2 separate regions of the Sus scrofa genome follow, and region 2 is linked to region 1. Evidence: chromatin contacts called from public HiChIP or PLAC-seq data. All regions are on one chromosome and are shown on one strand. Each heading gives the region's core, a stretch centred on a gene start, on an enhancer-like site or on the middle of the called end of the contact. The rest is flanking DNA. Distances are from core to core; before and after follow the strand shown. Region 1 holds the start of LOC110262036. Region 2 holds the start of FAM53A (protein FAM53A).

Region 1 (2,700 bases), core at 59-2,558:
TCTGGGGCTCCTGGCCGGGGGGGGGGGGGCACACCCGTCATTGTGGCTGAGGCGGGGCACCCGCCCGGCCCCTCCTCACGGCCCCAGTGCTCCGTGGCTGTGCTCCAGGAGGAGGGCAGGGGAGGGGAGGAAGGAGGTGAGGGGGCAGCTAGGGAGAGAGGGTCACAGAGTGGGGACGTGAAGGTCTCTAGGGTCCGTGTTGCTGGCCGCGAGCTGCGGGCACAACTGGGTGGACAGACTGCACTGTTCCTGCCCCCTGCCCCCCGACGGGGCCTGGGAACAGCGAGGTGAGGGGGCCCAGGGCCGTGGGTACGGCTGGACGGGCCCCTCGCCCAGCTCCCCTGGAGGAGTCCCGGGGCTGCGGGGATTCCATTGCAAAGAAAGCCAGTGGCCACGCGTGGCTCCGGCAGGCCTGGCCCCGTCGCTCCAGGGCCGTCCGAGCTCCCACGCGGCGTCCAGCCTGCCCCGTCTTCTCCCGTCCGCCCAGGGAGCCTGGGGCGGCTTTTCCCCCATGGGCTCCAGGCCAGTCTCCGCGGGACCAAGGAGCAGCCTTTTCCTTGGCAACGTCCAGGCGCCCATTTGCCAGAACACTCACCACTTGCCCTGGAAAGCTGGCCCCTGGCCCTGCGCTTGGGCTGCTACCCTGGGCCTTCCCAGCTGGTTACCAGGCCCCCCGGGGACAGTGCGGCCCTGGGGGCCGTGACCACATGCTGCTCAGACAGGGACACAGAGCTGGAGCCCGGCTGAAGGGGGGTCCTCTATCCCCAGCCTCGCTGCCCCCAGGGCTGGCCTGGCCCCCACCACGGGCACCTCCTCTGCCTGCCCCTGCCTCCCCCAGACCCCGCCCCGCCTCTTCCCAGGGTCTGGGTGGAAGGGTGCAGGACCAGCCCTCCATCTGGCCGCAACCCCGTGCAGCACTGCACACATTCTGCGGGATGCGCCGAGGTCAGCAGCGGGAGGAGGAGGGGCTGGGAAGGGCTACCTCCTGGAGCAGGCCGGGGAGAGTGGCCAGGACAGGTGGGCAGGGCTGCGTGTGAGGGGAGGACCCCCTGGGACAGAACCCCCTGGGACGGCCAGAGAGATACATGGCAGGAGTGGGACATTAGCAGAGGACAGGGCCTTTTGCCCTCAAGGACAGGAAGGAGGGGGTTCTGTCCCATCCCCACGGCCAGGATGCAGGGGCTCTGGGCTCCGGAGACCACACCAGCGCCAACCGGCGGCTGACCCGAGGTCGCTTTCCCCCAAGGGAAACCCTGGCCTTTCTGAGTGGCAGGAGGAGTCTGCCCTGCCTGGGGAGGCCTCGGGGGGGGGGGGGCGGGGGGCGGGCGGTGCTTTCTTCCTGACCCCTGAGGCGCAACCCAGCCTCTCTGCCTGGTCCCTGCCCTGGCCTCCCCTGCCCCGCCCCGCCCCGGCAAACGTCCTGCGCTCCTGGCCCCAGGCAGGGAGAGTCTCATCTGAACCTAGGCCCAGGATCTGGCTGGGGTGGGCTCCTAGAGGCAGTGTGCGTGGGAGACGGAAACCTGGGCGAAGGGACACAGTGTCTGAGCAGCCAAAACGCCCCTGGCCCTCCTGAGACCAACCGCCAGGTGCAAAGTCAGTAAGTGTGTAAACAAATAAACGGCGAATGAGGACACTGGATGTACAACACAGGCTGTAGGTAAAGTCTAATTTCCTTAATATACAAAGAGCTCCTACAAACCAATGAGAAAAAGGCCGGCCATACTGTGCCAAAGAGAAAATAGATGAAGACAAGGCCCAGGCCAGCAAGACACGGACCGTGGGCAGTTTCACTGGTACTGGGCAACAAGCACAAGCAGGGGGGCCATTTCTCCCTGTGGCCTCAACCACAGGACCCGTGATGTTTGGGAACCTGCTGACTGTGCGGCTGTGGGGAAGTGGTGCCCTCCTAGCGGCTGGGAGTGTCGACTGGCCCGTTGGGGACCATGTCCCCAGATGACACAGGCGCGTATCTTGGACTAACTCTTCCGCCCTGCGGATCTGTTCGCTGGGGACACGGACCCACAGGACAAGCGCAGGCGGAGGGGCTGGGTAAGCCAAGGGTGACTCATCTGCAGGTGGAGTCACGCAGCCATTACCAAGGTCACTGGCAAGGCCGATGCGCAGGGCTGCGCCCTGGGGAGGGCTGGGAGGGACCCAGAATGCGACGGCCCCAGGCTCTCAGGCTGGGCAGTGCGCCCTCACCTCTGCCTCTCTTGGCCTCTCGGAGGCCGTCCCCAGCCATCTTTTATCCTGTGAGGGAGCCCTCGAGCTGCTGTTGGAGGTGGCCTGGGGGCAGCAGGAGACTCTGGGACAGGGATGTACTGGCGCTTGGGCCTCGGTGCTTCAGGTCTGAGCAGAGGGTCGGGGACACTGCCTGGGGTGGCACGTCCCCACCAGGGCTGCTGGGCTCCGTGCCGTGACCCAGGCTGGCCTGGACACCATGGGCCAGGGGAGAGGCCCGTGGGGCAGCCAGGGGGGTGCTACGGGGACAGGGGGGCGGGTGCTGGTCCCGGGGAGCGGGAGGCGGGTCCCTGGTGGGGGGGGAGCTCCCGGGAGCTGGGCGCCGGCCCAGAGGACCAGATGGTTTTCTTCACAGGGGCAGGAGTCCGGAAGAGCCTTGCAGCTGGCCTCATCTCCGTGCTTCTCCCTGATGTTGTTTTTTGCTGGAAAATCCAGCCTGCAAAGCCAGCTGGGCGCCGG
Region 2 (2,760 bases), core at 261-2,760, 330 kb after region 1:
TCAAGAGAAACTTCCTGCCTCAGGGAGAAGGTGGTTTCCTTCTACCATTTGGATCGAGGCTGCGCCCTCTTGTCCCCACCTGCTTCCAGGGCAACACGCCTGGGAGACAGGAAGAGGAAGCAGGATCCATAAGCTCGAGTTAAATGTCTTAACTACTGTGAAACTGAAGCACATTCTTGACGTCAAGCAAACAATCCTGAGAAATCAGCGTAAACTCAGCTGAGTAATGAATCAAGTTTGAGGGTTTTTTAAAAAGTATTTTGAGGAGTTCCCATCATGGTTCAGTGGTTAACGAACCCCACTCGTATCCATGAGGACGCAGGTTTGATCCCTGGCCTTGCTCTGTGGGTCAAGGATCTGGTGTTGCTGGGAGCTGTGGTGTTAAGTCGCAGCCGCGCCTCGGATCCTGCGTTGCTGTGGCTGTGGTGTAGGCAGGCGGCTGTAGCTCCCATTCGCCCCCTAGCCTGGGAATCTCCATAAGCCGTGAGGGCAGCCATAAAAGAAAAAAAAAAAAAATGTATTTTGAAGTTATGGAAGCTTAGAGTCAAGCAGACGTGGCCCATGATAAAATGCAAACACGGAGTCAGTTTAACGAAGACTAATACACGTCAGACCTGCCACCGAAAAGGGCACATAACGTAGAAACAAAGTGAACACTGCAATCACCCGGCGCACCTCCCTCCACTCGGGAAAGTCTTAAAGGGACCCAGACTCCACGTCTATGCAGAGAAAGCAGCTCGGGAATCCACCTCCAATCACCTTCCACAGGTCCCCGCGTCGCGCAGGTCCAGCTTCGGAGCTCCCTTAACGCACAGCTTAGCACGTCAAACTTCCTGCTTCTCTCTCGCTGCAAGATGCCAGGCAGAGGAGCCCCAGGAACTGCTCTCAGCACAGGAACGACGACAGGTCAAAGTCGGTTCAACAAGTGGCAGCGCGCCCCAGGCGAGGCAAAGGGTGCGTGCAGTGCACGGGGCCCCGGGTGCGCGGGATGGGCGGGGGTCTCGGGGCGCAGGAGGCCGGGGTGGGTGAGGCTGCGGGGGCGCAGGAGTCTCGGGGCCCGGGACTCTTGGGACGCGCAGGGGGCGGGGGGCGCGGGGGCTCGGGACTCGGCGGGCCTGGGGGTCGTGCGCGCGGCGGGGGTCCCAACCCCAGACGGCGAGCCCTCGAGTCCCCGCGCCCTCAGCGCCCCGCCCGCCGCGCTCTCCCGGTCCAGCGGCGGAAACGCTCGGCACCGACGCTGGTGGAAAAGCATCGGGCCGCGCGGGCCGGGCTTGGCGAGCTGACAGGGACGGGTACCTTCTGGGCCAAGTTCACGCGCGGCCCCGCGCCGGCTCGCGCACGCACAGCCCCGGGCGCGCGCGCGCACGGACCGGCGCCCCGCGGGCCACTACGGGCCCAGTACCTGAGCGCAGCAGGGCGGGCGGAGCCTGGGAGCCGCCGGCCCTCTGGCCGCGCTCCTCGCTCAAAGGACGACACGCCTCAACCCCGGCGGAACGGGACTGAGAGCGGCGCCCCGCCCCCTCGACACAGGCCCCGCCCCACGCCGCCGCCCCGCCCCACGCCGCCGCCCCGCCCTTCAGCGGGCTGCCCCGGCCGTCCTTGAGGAGCCCGGGGCGCGTGGGAGGCGGGGCCTGTGCCCCGGGGGCGGGGCCTTGTGGGCGAACGGGCGGGCCAGGAGGGCGGGGCTTGAGCCAACGGGGCGGGTTCCGCGCACACCAGAGCGCGTCTCCGAGGCGAGCGGGCGCACAGCGCGTGCGCCAAGCTGTCCGGGCGTTTCCCCCAGACCCCGGCCCCGAGTCGAAGCCCCACCCACCTGCGCGCCTGCGGGCGCTGGGCTTGACGTAGCTCACCGGGCGGCGGGAGGGCGTGCTCGGCGGGCAGGGGAGCAGGCGGCTGCTTGGCGCGAAGGGCTTGGTCCCGCCAGGGGCTCGGCCGTTTAGAGACCGCACTCCCCGCATCTTCCCCCTGAGCCCTGGCTCGCCGCCCACCCGCCCTGCCTGTGACCCGCTGTGTGACCTTGGGCAGGTCTCTCGCCCTCTCGGATCTCCCCGCGATTCCGCCCTGTGTGACCAGCAGGACGGCGGGTGCCCAGAAGCCGTGATCTAGGGCTCCCGGCAGGAGAGAAGGGTGGGCACTCATTCGTCTGGCGGCTGTGACCGGACCTCGAGGCGGGGGGCTCCACGTCGAGAGGCTGGCGGTCAGCGGGACTGCCCTTGGAAGGGGTCCTGCTTCCCCCTCCAGCCTTACATCCTGGGAGCCACCTGGGGTCCTGACCCCCGGACCCTGGCCTCTGACCGCCCCAGACTCGCTGGCCCCGCACAGCGCAGGACGCCCTGCCACCCCACCTCTTGGGGCAGCACTGAAACTGCACGTGTGGACCTTGGCTGTCTGTATGGGCCTGTTCATTCAAAGGATGCAGGCAGAAGCACCACCGTGAGAGGGGTGGCCAGGGCTGGGAGAGGTCTGAGGACCCTGTGGTCCAGAGCTCCGCCCATTTGAGTCTTCCCGGATCACCCAGATTTCCTGATACCCGGCTGCCAGGGCACCTGGAGGGGCACTTTAACCTGACACATTGCTACCAACTCCCAAAATGGAGCACAGTCTCTGCAAAGGGGAATTGATGCCAGGCAGGCAACCTGCTGAGCCCATCAGTGCGCTAAGCCCCAGGGCCTGGCCTGGCCTGAAATTGGGCCTTCAGGAGTGCCCTGGTCTCACTGGCCGTGCATGGAGAAGCCATCCGCAGACACTTGAGCCCAGGGC

The links. HiChIP or PLAC-seq counts read pairs in DNA pulled down with a chosen protein or histone mark.
Region 2: an H3K27ac HiChIP or PLAC-seq map of alveolar macrophages shows a contact between it and region 1. The contact joins the promoter of FAM53A here to the promoter of LOC110262036 in region 1. A contact is called at or near these places in 2 of 2 datasets of contacts at active chromatin or transcription factors (alveolar macrophages and skeletal muscle).

The regions. Positions count from the first base shown.
Region 1 is chr8:469,306-472,005 of Sscrofa11.1, forward strand. It overlaps LOC110262036, which reads left to right and starts at 1,309. Exons shown (of 3, transcript XM_021100876.1): 1 at 1,309-2,347; 2 at 2,597-2,700. The coding sequence starts at 2,117. All of the region lies in intron 1 of LOC110262037 (a long non-coding RNA gene), which reads right to left.
Region 2 is chr8:794,873-797,632 of Sscrofa11.1, forward strand. FAM53A (protein FAM53A) reads right to left here and starts at 1,511. Exons shown (of 6, transcript XM_021100891.1): 1 at 1,403-1,511; 2 at 760-879.